Linked DNA regions of Mus musculus: region 2 is linked to region 1. The links are chromatin contacts, called in public HiChIP or PLAC-seq maps. All regions are on one chromosome and are shown on one strand. The core of a region is the stretch at or near the end of the contact, and the rest is flanking DNA. Distances in the headings are between cores, read along the strand shown. Region 1 overlaps Lgr6 (leucine-rich repeat-containing G protein-coupled receptor 6). Region 2 overlaps Arl8a (ADP-ribosylation factor-like 8A).

Region 1 (5,783 bases), core at 430-2,929:
GATGGGGCAGGCTCCTCCAGGTGTCTGTTCCAGTAGGATAAGTGAGGTGGGGAGGGGAGCAGAATGCAAAATCTGTCCTGGATGACGGATCATCAGTCACCTCTGGCACTTCACCCCAGGTTGGCTTCATAGGGGCTTTGAAAGAGGGTGGCATCTTATGATGTCATAGGGTAGTACTCCATGGTATGAAGATGATTCCCCGGGAGAAAAACCATAAAGTTCTATGAGAGATTTGTAAGTGTTTCATGAAAAGCAAATATATAGGTATCATCAAATAATTAAGTTTAATTGCTGTAGTAATTAAGCCAAAAAGTCCTAATTCTCAGGACCTTTTAGACACTAACATGACCCCATGACTCTAAGAAAGGGACATAATATGCAATGTCTTCCAAAGTGTATTTTAACAGGAAGCACTTTGGCACAGCATAGGTCAAGATTAATGGAACACAAAACACATTTTATATTCTATATGTCACAGGGGAGACTCTCCAATGTCTTTGGTAGTTGTCTTCCAGTGTCATGCTCTGTGAGACCTCCCCATCACTCTGCACTTACTGATCATGGCTCTGTCAGGGCCCCATAACCTTCACTGTCTTTTGCTTTTCTCCTTTCTCCTATGCAAATTTCCCAGGCCTCTGTCAGAAGTATTGGATTGGACAGAGAAGGCCCAGGGTGAAAGTGAAGCTGAAGGCCAAGACAAAGCAAGACTTGGAAGCACTCATTGGTTAGGGGTCGTGGAGAGAGAACAATGGAGTCAGAGGTGTTGGCCATCTTGCTATGGAGTTGGAGTTGTCTTTCTTTTATAAGCAGCCATCATTGGACGGGAAGAGGACAAACAGAGAGGGATATTTACAAGTGAGAGGCAAAGAGAGAGCCAGAGGGCCAGAGGGCTCCACCCACGGAAGAGCCACAGCCTGCCAAAGTGGCTCCCTCTGCCTTCAGCAGCAGTTCTCCCTTCATGGGAGGTTGTGGGTTCCCAAACTTGGTTCCATCAGACTCTACAAAATGGTTTCCCTCCAGCCTGGTAGCCCCCGGCTGATGTCGGGAGATGAGGGTCACTGAAGGGAAGCCATAGGTCTCTAGCCCAGGAGGCTGCCCAGCCTCAGAAGCTTCCAGAATAAGATCCACATCTGAGAAAGCCACCAGCGCTTGGGTGGAGTCGCAGGAGCTCTTCTCCAGCTCACCGGCTGCAGCGTAGGCTAGGGGCCCTGGGGACCGAGGGCTTGGCCAGAGCCGCCGAAGGTCATCCCGGAAGTGAGGGTTGAAGAGCAGGTAGAGCAGTGGGTTGAGGCAGGCAGGCAGAGGCAGCACCACCAGAAGGACTGACTTGACAGCCTCGGGGGTGACAGGGAAGAGGCCCAGCATAGAGGCAAAGCTGAGGAAGGCCACGGGGCAGTAGAGGAGGCCATCTGCAAAGATGAGCCAGGCCACGTGGCGCACCATGGCGCAGTCCCACACGGCCTCAAAGTCACCCCGTGGCAGGTCACAGTAGAGCTTGATGTAGGCGCCGGCCACCACCAGGAAGCAGAGCGAGTTCATCATCACCAGGGCTACAGCGAAGCCCAGGGCAGCCGGCCGGCCCTCGGGTGGGGCGTAGGGCAGGCAGAGTGGGGAGGCGCCATACTCTCCCACCGAGGCCAGCGGCAGTGCTGCGGCCAGCCCGGCCAGCGCCAGGCATCCCAGTGCGCCTGCGCGGACGCTGCCAGGCGACGGCGCCTTCCCGTAGGCTCGGACGCAGGTCACGGAGATGCTGCACTGCACGGCCGCCAGTGTGAGCAGCAGCACCGACGCCTCTGAACCCAGGACAGCCAGGAAGCCCGTAGCCTGGCAGCCCAGACCGCTCTCCCAGCGGGCTCCATACTCAGCGAACTGACCATAGGTCAAGGCGTCCACCGAGGCCAGGAGACCACAGGAAATGCCCGACAGGGCGTTGGCGCCTGCCATCGCACCCACCACAAGCTTGACGGGGGACAGCGGGCTGGGTCCGCTGGCAAAGACTGTCAGCAGCACCAGCCCGTTACAGAGTACGGAGAGTAACACGATGGCCCACACAGCAAGGCGGATGCCCCAGCTCTCAAAGAGGTGCTCGCAGGGCTTGAAGGGGCCTGTGTGAGAGAGGAGCAGAGATAGATGTAAGCCCAGAGCCAGAGCTGCCAGAACCCAGCTCACTGGTAAAGCCATGATCAGACAACTCCTAACTCAAAGGAGACCAACAGGAGAGAATTTCTGTCTCAGAAATAGAGACTTGAAAACTCGAAAAAACAAAAACAAAACAAAAACCTCCCGAAAGGAAAAAAAAAAAAAAAAAACCTCCCGAAAATGGGGTGGGAGAACTAAGAGGAAGCTGGGAAGAAAAATACACAGAAATAGATGCGTGATGCAGTGCAAACCCAGACCCGAGGAAATGCTAAGAAATTTAGTCTTCCTAAAGGAACACGATTTGGAGAGATAGAAGGAACAAACTGTCCGACAGAAGCGAAGAGACGTTCAGGCGAGAGCAAAGGCAGAGTGAGGCGCTGTCCAGAGTCAACTACTTTATGGTGGTGACTCTGCCCAAGCCATCATTGACATTTCCACGGTTGGTCGAGAAGTCCTGAGTAGACTTATTAGGCTGGTTCTCCCTTGCTTTGAGTACACTTCATGTTTATCGTGCAATCAGTATTTGGAAGACAAAGGGCATAATCGAAATATAGAAAACTTTGCCAAGTATAGCAGTTCCCATCTATAATCTCAACACTTAGGGAGCTGAGGCAGGAGGGGATGTGTGTGAGGCTAGCCTGAGATGATAGTGAGACCCTAACTAAAAACAAAGAAAAAATACTTTGAACTTCTCAAATTTTCCAACTGGACCCCAGAGTAGATTGGTCAGATCCTGGCGTCTTTCCATCTCTTTCCCCAATGCTATTCTTAAGTCACCTTGTAACTTTTGGGCATAGTATTTCTTCATTTCCTTTGGCTCTAGACTTGTTTTTCAATGTATTGCTAGGTGGCTGGGGAATTTAACAGATTTCTGTGGGAGCTATTTTAGAAAACATTTTTCTGATTATGAAATAATAGGTGGAAATTTGAAAATATAGCATGGCAAAATTTAAACTGTATGGCCTCACCTCTCAAATAGAACTCCTTATTTTGGCATATTTCCTTTTAGGTTTTATATATATATTTAAAATAAGTTGGGATTTTATTCTCCTTAAATTAAGCTTTGCATGCTCCCTTACAATCTCAAAAAACAAAACAAAACAAAACAAAAAAAGACCCCACATATTTTTAATGGCTGTATAACTATTCCGCATCAATTTATCTGACAATTTGTGTGAGCTATTTTAAAAGCAAGTTCAAGTTGGACCTTGTTTTCCAGAACTTTCTCTTTCACCTCATCCTTGTTTGTTGCTGATTTTCAGACATGAAATTCTCGAGGCAGAGCCACTGAAGCACCGGTTTCCTAGCAAAATACACGTCTGCTTCTTTCCCTCATCCACCACTAGAGGGTGCACTTTGCCGCTAAGCGCTAAAAGCTTGTCAGAAGCAAGGTCAAGGCTGAAAGCTTTCTGGGCAAAGAAAGGTTTTAAGCCAAAGAAATCTGGAAATCTGGAAAACGAAGGTGGGATGAAATAAAAACAGCTAACTGTTTGTAATTTTGTGTTTATTTTGAACATCTCTTGGCCCACACAGCACTGTGCTGTCTTCTGGCATGGCCTGCTGGTGTTTTAATGTTTTGGTTTGGCTTTTTTGAGACAGGTCCCCACTATGTAGCTCTGGATGTCCTGGAACTCGAGACGTAGACCAGGCTGGCCTCAAACTTAGAGATCTGTGTGCCTCTGTGTCCTGAGTACTGGGATTAAAGGCACACACTACCATTCCTGGCTCCGTTCACATTTTATACACAGGGAAGGGACTCTACTCACTTAAAATCGAACAAATGAAAAACTTAGGTTGTTTGGCATCAAGAAAAAAGAGCCCCTCCCCTTTCTTTCCAGCAACCTGGCTCTCATGGCCCCAGGTTAGACTCCAGAGGAGGCTTTCCTGGCTCTAAGGAAGTACTTTAGGAATTATCCAAAATTGTTCCACTCTAGAAGACGTTAGTAAAGAGATTTCACTCTTCTCGGGATAGAGCAGGTGATCTTTCAGAGCTTCTCCTGGCCCTATGAGTCTGTGGTATGTGTGTGTGTTTGAGGGCATGCTCAAAAAGTAGCCCCAGCAATGACATCAAGACATCCCTCACTTCTCTTCTTCTCTCTCCCATGAGAACAACTTACTCCTAGATGCATAACCTTTGATTTGGCTGAATTGGGAAGGCTGCTTGACCTTTCCCAACCCTGCTGCTTCCCCTGTATAGACACCAAGAGAAAAAAATTCCAACCCCTCCTGACAGGGATTATACCCCACCTCACCCCCGCAGGTTGAGCTTTGGGCAAAGAAAATATCTGCAACATAGACTGTAGACACGCTAAAGTGGTTTCTCACCCAGGCAATCGGGTGTCTGCTCCCCAGCCCCCCAGCCCTCCAGCTCCATCTCACCTGGAACAGGGCTGCACTGGACACTGGGGTGTGGCTTTGAGTCCTCTGTCCCCATCTGGAGCTCATCCAGGTCTAGGTCATCTAAGAAGGGAAGACAGAATATGTCTAGAGTTCTGGGTGTCTGTGTCTGCCATTAAAGCTCCACTTTTAACTGACAAAAGTTAATGTCTTTTATTTAAGCTGCTATCTCTCTATCTAACTGTTCAACACTGCTTATTCAACAGCCCTGCTATTTCTACTCTTGGGTGCCAGCATTTGGACAGCTACATGTTCTCCACTTGCGGGTATTGTATACATCTAGTTCTCTGCAAGGGACATTTCACTCTCCGCTATTCTGCATTTCCTTGTGCCTAGTCATCTTTAGCCCATGAGTGCTACACAGAGTGTGGCTCGTGGCTGATCTAATAAAGAGAGCTAGTGATGACACAGTTCTTCTTCAAACTGTCCCGTGGTTACATAGTTCCTCCTCGAGCTAGCCTATCATTGCTGTTCCATGTCCTATTATGAACACCGCACATGAAGAAGAATGTTGGAAACTGGGAGAAAGTGGTACATGCCTTGAGTCCCAGCACTGGGGAGGCTGAGGCAGGTGGATTTCTCTGAGTTCAAGGCCAGTCTGGTCTAGAGAGTGAGATCAAAGACAGCCGGGGGTGGGGGGGGAGAAAGAGGTGGTGGTGGGAGGAGGAGGAGGAATGTTGATGCTGGGCATGGGAGGACATGCCTGTGATTTCAGGATTTGTTAGGTAGAGGGAGTTCAGGAGTTCAAGGTCATCTTCACCTACAAAGCAAGTGTGAAGTAAGTCTGGGCTACATGAAACCTTTCTCAATAGCAAACATGAAGACTTGAGTTCAGAGCCTCAGCAGACACATGAAAGCCAGGCACAGTGGCATGCATCTGTGCCCTAGCACAGGTGGGACCCACAGATGGAGAGGACGGGGTTGAGATGGGGAGGCTGGGGTTGAGGGAGACAGGAGGATCCCTCTATCTCCCAGCCAATCAGTCTAGCCAATCCGTGATCTCTGGCCTCAGTGGAAGGCCTAGTCTTAGAACATAAGGTGGAAAGCAATAGAGGAAGACGTGCCCTATAGCCACATAAATCTATATACACACACACACACACACACACACACACACACACACACACACACACACACACGGTTTCTGCACTGAGGCTGATGTCTGAGATCTTATCAGCTCCCTCCATCACAGGAGAAGAAGTGGATGACTTTGCTTGGCCTCCCCCATCTTTGGCTCACAAAGTCAG
Region 2 (6,544 bases), core at 3,266-5,765, 170 kb after region 1:
CCTAACATGTCCAAAGCCTTGAGCTCAACCCCTAGCACCACATAAAGCCAGACACAGAGGCACACGCCTATAATCTTTGCACCAGAGAGGTGGAGACAGGAGGATACAAAGTTCAGGGTACCTCTGAGTACAAGCCAGCTTGGGATACATGAGCCCCTATCTCAAAAAAAAAAAGAAAGAGAGAGAGAGAGAGAAGGTAAAGGAGAAAAGAGAATGATATAGAGTAGATTCAAGTCTGAGACAAAAGGTTGGGTTACATGACGTAAAGTTGCTTCCATCCTTACAGGAAGAATTTGAGTCATTAGCAGGGAAATTAAATCATAGCCTGATTGCAACTTAGCTCCGATTCCCAACTGAGCAGAAACTGGGTGTTAGAAGGCCTGGTTGTCTGAGAGTCTCCTAGCATCTCTTTGCCAGGGTCATGGTCTTCCAGGCTATACTCTCATCTATTTGGGAGCATATGGGTCTTTCAGTTCCCAAAGCGCAGTGATGGTTCCACACAGCATCAGAGCCACTCCCAAGCACTTACTGAGCCATAGTCCAGGAGACCTACAGTCCCCGCTGGTCTAGGGTCCTGGAGGAGGTCACTTGAGCACAGGAGACATGTCCCATCCAAGTACAAAACAGGCCCAGCCTTGCTTAGCTTCTGAGATCAGACAAGATCAGGCACTTCTGGGGTACTGTGGCTTAGTTATCCCTAAGGTAGTCTGGCAACATAGCCTGGATTTAATACCAGGACTCAGCAAAGATTGTAGGCAAGAACCAACTCCCAAGAGTTGTCCTCTGACCTCCACAAGCATGTTGTGGCATGTGCACACGCACGTGTACACACACACAGAGTAAATAAATAAGTATAGAATTAAAGTATATCGTTAGATGTGTGCTGGCATTTTTTTATTTTATTTTATTTTATTTTATTTTATTTTATTTTATTTTTTGGTTTTTGAGATCAAATTTCATATAACCCAGGCTGACCTCAAACTTACTATTTAGCTGAGGCTGACCTTGAACTCTTAATTCTTCCCCCTCCACCTGAATTCGGGGGTTTTAGGAACCCTGCAGAACATTGCTATGCCATCTCCATGAGGAGCTGTGAGGCAGGCCCTGGACCCACCCCTGTGGATGACTGTACATCCAGGGGGCTCAGAGGACTTTCAAAATCCAGCTGCAGTTCTCAGATGAGGATTCCCTGCTATTCCTTGTCACTGGGCATTGGGCCTTCAGAGGCAGGGGAGTGGCTCGCTCATCTGGTACACCTGGAGCACGTCACTGAGGCTTCCAGGCACTGACTGAGAACTGATCATCTCCTGCTCTTTGTCTAGTGGTCAGAGCCCCTGGTCTCTGTATGGGACTCAAGCAAAGTAGTCTACTACCTGGTAGGAGACAAAAAGCTGTGGTACAGGCACACGATCATCACCCTCAGCTTCCAGGTACATCAACCCTCTCCTGTGTGGCCTCCATCTGTCTCTCCTGCTCCCACCTGTGACCGTGACGGGAAGGTGACCTGGGAGGAGTTAGGGCTGGCCTTATTTGAAGCCTGTGTCTACTTTAGATTAACCCAGAGATTTCAAACACAATGAATGCAGGGAGAGAAAAATACCAGACATTGAAAGGAATTATGGGAGCTGGAATTATTCTCAGCTCATTCTGTAAACATTAACACTGTTACTCTAGACCTGGCTCCTCTCCCCCAGAAAGCTCTCAGCCCAGAGAGGAGACACACATGTAGGTAAATAATAGGCTGTGGATTATCCATGGTAGAGGATAACAGATGAATACTAATATGTGTTGCATTTTGTGGGTGGTGAATTTAGTCCCAACCCACCTATTCAGACATAGTCTATTTATGTAGCCAAGGCTGTCCTAGATCTCCCTATGTAGACCAGGATGGCCTCACAGAGATCCACCTGCCTCTGCCTCCCAAGTGCTGGGATTAAGGGTGTGCGCCACCACTGCCCGGCTCCTCATTTTTAAAAAACATTTTACTACTACTTTGATAATCTCTGCTTTCCTGGCCATGTCTCTTGTGGTGAGCCTCTTTTCCTGAGAAGTAATGTATTCTAACTCAACTGGAGACTAAGTAAAGGGGCTTCTTTTAACAAGAACTGTAGGTTAGACCTTGGGAATAGCTTTCTCCCTGTCTAGACTGAGAGACCCTGAGATTACCTAAGGGCTAGCTAGTGACCTCTTCCCCATAGACCTCCAGATGTGGACGGCATGTAAGTTGATGACATCCATGCTCCCTGAAAGCAGAAGACATTCAAGAGGAAATCTGAGGTCACCTAAAAGTCGCCCTGCAACCTCTTGCTCTGGACCCACCAGGGAGGGCCATCACATCTGGGTCCTGACAATGTTTGCATCTTTTCCAATCCTGGCTCTCTTCTCTCTAGTCAGGACAGTTCAATGAGGACATGATCCCCACTGTGGGTTTCAACATGCGAAAAATCACCAAAGGGAATGTGACCATCAAGGTGAGGGAGGGCGACAGCGGCACCTGGGAAGTGCCAGCCAGGGGAGGGGAGGGTGGCAACCGGCTGGGCTGCTGGAGGACTGGGGAAAGGGAGCTGAAGATAGGCACTGTAGACGTAGGAGGGGGAAGGAGCTGTGACCTTAGGGTGGGGGGAGACTGCAGAAGGGAAGCTAAGAACCCAATGGCTTTCAGTTGTCTGCCTGCTCCTGAGGCCACCTTCTCCCTATCCTCTTCTCTCTCAGCTCTGGGACATTGGGGGGCAGCCCCGTTTCCGAAGCATGTGGGAACGCTACTGCAGAGGAGTGAGCGCCATTGTGTAAGTAGGGTCTCCCCACCCTCCCGCCTGCAAGCCATCAGGCCTGATGCAGAACCACACACATGGTCCCTGTTAATGCCTGCTGCCTGGACGTGGCCTGCTTTTATTATTTTGCATACTGTTTATTTGAATATATATATATTTTTAAAAAAGAATTTATATTTTTTTAAAAAAGAAAATTGTAATATATATACAGATCTGATCAGCCAGCCTACAGTGTCTCTCCCAATCCAAATCACCATGTCTTGAATTTTGGGTAGTTTAAGTGACTCCTTCCTTTGCCTGTTAATTTTATCCAGACAAGGGATGTAACTTGGTCTGAAAGCTCTAGCATATATAAGGCTCTGGGTTCAACTCCAGTCTCACACACACTCTGGATTCAACTCCAGCCCCCCTCCCCCCACCTCACATACACACACAAATAAAAAAAAGTATGCCCAGTTTAGTTTTCTTAATAGAATAAACAGTGTTTTGTCTTTTTGTTTTTTGAGACAGGATCTAACTATGTAGACCCGTCTGGCCTGGATCTCACTATATAGAAAGACCATGCTGCCCTCTAACTCATAGACTTCCCCCTCTCACGTGCTAGGATTAAATGCATGCATACCATTCCCAGTTTAAACTTTTTTTTTTTTTTGGTATATTTTGTTTTGTTTTGTTTTTCAGACAGGGTTCTTCTGTGTGGTCTTGGCTGTCTTGGAACTCGCTCTGTAGACCAGGCTGGCCTTGAACTCACAAGAGATCTACCTGTCTCTGCCTCCTGATCAGCTTAAACCTGAGTTTTTATACAAGCATTGTAGCCAGGTGGTGGTAGCTGGCACATGCCTTTAATCCCAGCACGCAGGTGGCAGAGGTAGGCTGATCTCTTGAGTTGGTGGCTAGCCTGATCTACATAGTTCCAGGACAGCCAGGGCTACACAGAGAAAAAAAACCCTGTCTCAAAAAAAAAAAAAAGAAAAGAAAAGAAAAAAGGAAGGAAGGAAAGAAAGAAAGAAAAAGAAAATAGCATTGTACCCTGTCCCTTGGTAGGGAGGCCTTTCCTTTTCTACTCTGGTCCTATCTAGGCTTTCCATGAAAATGTAAATGGGTCACTTTGGGCCCGACTCACAGCTAATCCTACAGGCTCCAGTTCCACAGAGGACTGAGCCTGCAGTGCTTCACACCTATGTTTGGGAAAGTGTTCTCTGAGTCAGACCAGGGTAGTCCATTTCTCCAGAGGCGACCAGGCTGGAACTGGAGGCCTTCTTCCCCTCAGCAGCTCCTCTTCCTGTGTGCCTCAACCCACGGTATCCCTCACTGCCTTCCCCAGGTATATGGTGGATGCTGCGGATCAGGAGAAGATCGAGGCCTCCAAGAATGAGCTCCACAACCTGCTAGACAAGCCACAGCTACAAGGCATCCCGGTCAGCTGGAGATGGAGCGGGTGGGAGAGGGAGCTGATCAGAAATCACGGGGCGGGGGCGGGGGAGGGGGGGAGCGCCGTACAGCCGAGGTACCCAGGTATCCTTGCTCTAACTCTCCCCGGCTTGCTTCCTGTATAGGTCTTAGTCCTTGGTAACAAGCGAGACCTCGCCGGAGCGCTAGATGAGAAGGAGCTAATCGAGAAAATGTGAGCTGAGTGGCCTTTCTTTGTGTGCTTCAGCTCCCCCAAATTCCCCAGCTGCCGAAGGCTTCTGGGCTGGGCTTGTTGCTGTTCTTGGTGTTTACCACATGGTGGCAGCAGAACGTATCTTTCCCAGAAGCCTCGCCCTCCTCTTGTAGACCTTTTACTGAGAAAAACACCCTGCCCTTCCCTGGTCCCTTAACTGCTCCAGCATCCGCTGACTCCTCTCTGGTCTTCCCGCAGGAACCTGTCTGCTATCCAGGACCGAGAGATCTGCTGCTACTCCATATCCTGCAAAGAGAAGGACAACATAGGTGCGTGGCTTGGGGAAGTTGCTGGCACTCTGCCAGGAGTGGCTGGGCTGAAGGGAAAGATACTTCTGATGCGGTATCTGGGAAGTCCATACCGAGCCACTTTGTCCTTGGGTGCAGCAGGCAGCTAGGAGGCCCCAGTTCTGGGTGTTACCCTAGCCCTGCCCCCTCTTCCACTTCTGAGATTGGTTAGAGCAGGTATTCCAGTCCCTTCTTTGCTAGCTGTGGCTTTGTGTCTTTTATATCACTAGCTTGGAGCTTTTGGTGCGGGGGGTGGGGGTGGGGGGGGGTGGAGCTGGGGGTGGGGGGTGGGGGGGGGTGGGGTCACAGCTCTAAGCTTGATCCAGGCTGCCATTGCAGGAACCTGGCTTAACTGTTCATACCTCCCAGGCCCTTCTCACACAGGGAGGCCTTACAACTTTCTCTCTTGTCTCCCCTCAGACATCACCCTACAGTGGCTTATTCAACACTCAAAGTCACGGAGAAGCTGAGACTGTGGCTCTTCTTCTGACTAGGGACCACAGTCACCTAACCTGAAGCCGAGCTCCCCGCCCACCCTGTTGTCTCTCCCTAAGCCCACTCCTCCTCACCCAGTGTGGGGAGGGCCCTCTGGGGCTCCTAGAGCCCTATTCTGCTGAGGTTTCAACTCCTGTTTTTATTGTAAAATAATTGCCCTCTCCCCAAGTCTGGTCCCCTAACCTCTCTCCCTTGCTCTCTTTTTCCCTTCAGCTACCCCACTCCCCTCCCTGTCAACAGCCCTGGCCCCGCAAGCCCTCTCCTCACTCTCTGCCCCACCCTCCTCTTCCCCTTTCAACACTCTGTTATTGTCCTGTGTGTACAGTATATATATGTATATATATTTTAATTTTTTAATTTAAGCAAAGACTAAGATCAACCATTTGATGCTGCAGGGGCCAATCGGGACCTGGGAGGGGCAAACTGGAAAGGCAGAGAGAGATGCAGGGTCGATGTGGGGCAAGTTCATATGCAGAAGAGGGGAGACTGCCACATAGGGCAGTGGTTGTCCCCATGTCCTGTAAAGTATCTCTGTCTCCCAGTGGAGGACCTGAATTTGAAGGCCAGCAGGAGCCTCCTTTTCTGTCCCCAGCCTTGATAGGGCCACCAGGTACAACCAGGTCTAAGAGGGAGGACCAGGGTCCATGTCGTCCCAGCAACCCCCACTGTCACTGTTCCTGGCCCCAGGTCCTGCCCCTACCCAGGGTCCCCACCTCCACGGCCCATCTCATTTTCTGTTCTCATTTCACAGAGTTGTACAAGGAGAGAACTCAGCATGGGAGGGTTGGTTCTTTGGTTTTGTTTGTTTGTTTGTTTGTTTGTTTAATTTAATAATTTGTAAAGTGATGTTCCTCTTCCTTTTTACAGTTTTCAGCTCATATTTAACCTCTGTTTGGAAAACGATCCTTGTAACTGTACATTTTTTTTTTTGCCTCCTAATAATGACAACAATAAATTACCAATTTTGTGTTGGGGGGTGTGTATGGTGCTGGTTGTTTCCCACAGATATCACCGACCAGCGGACCCACAGGGGCATGAGCACCACTACACATCATACACAGGGATGACCACAGGGTGCCACACCTACAGGGAACACATACTCACGCTCTCTGGAAACACAGTGGCCTATCACGTGTGCTCACACTGGGACAGCAGCCCACACGTGTTTCTGGGCCCTGCTTGTTGTCTGCTTCTCACTCCTGTACGCTGACAGCTGCCAAGTGGCACTAAGCAGGTCTGTTAGAGGAGCTGCCCAGACCTGGGCCTTTCATGTGGCATTCAAACTGAATTGCTCTCCATCATAAACACTTAAGCTCATGGCCCCCTCT

The links. HiChIP or PLAC-seq counts read pairs in DNA pulled down with a chosen protein or histone mark.
Region 2: an H3K4me3 HiChIP or PLAC-seq map of embryonic midbrain shows a contact between it and region 1, with 2.6 times the contacts expected there. The contact joins two enhancer-like sites. A contact is called at or near these places in 3 of 39 promoter capture datasets (the C10 cell line, the HPC-7 cell line and embryonic stem cells), 25 of 115 datasets of contacts at active chromatin or transcription factors (the NIH/3T3 cell line, SST interneurons, acute myeloid leukemia and 18 more) and 3 of 9 other capture datasets (adipose tissue, liver and pancreatic islet).

Annotation. Positions count from the first base shown.
Region 1 is chr1:134,986,087-134,991,869 of GRCm38.p6, forward strand. It overlaps Lgr6 (leucine-rich repeat-containing G protein-coupled receptor 6), which reads right to left. Exons shown (of 18, transcript NM_001033409.3): 17 at 4,519-4,599; 18 at 267-2,105. The coding sequence ends at 850. Among named protein-coding and RNA genes, the nearest start is that of Ube2t, 26 kb to the left of the region's middle. Within about 2 kb of position 1,680, at least 128 of the 459 cell types and tissues checked have an H3K27ac peak or open chromatin away from gene starts, as enhancers often do. A contact at or near this core is called in SST interneurons, forebrain and pancreatic islet, where this site is marked.
Region 2 is chr1:135,150,081-135,156,624 of GRCm38.p6, forward strand. Arl8a (ADP-ribosylation factor-like 8A) reads left to right here. Exons shown (of 7, transcript NM_026823.2): 2 at 2,391-2,471; 3 at 2,713-2,786; 4 at 4,096-4,189; 5 at 4,328-4,395; 6 at 4,633-4,703; 7 at 5,142-6,188. The coding sequence ends at 5,191. Among named protein-coding and RNA genes, the nearest start is that of Arl8a, 6.5 kb to the left of the region's middle. Within about 2 kb of position 4,516, at least 114 of the 459 cell types and tissues checked have an H3K27ac peak or open chromatin away from gene starts, as enhancers often do. A contact at or near this core is called in SST interneurons, forebrain and pancreatic islet, where this site is marked.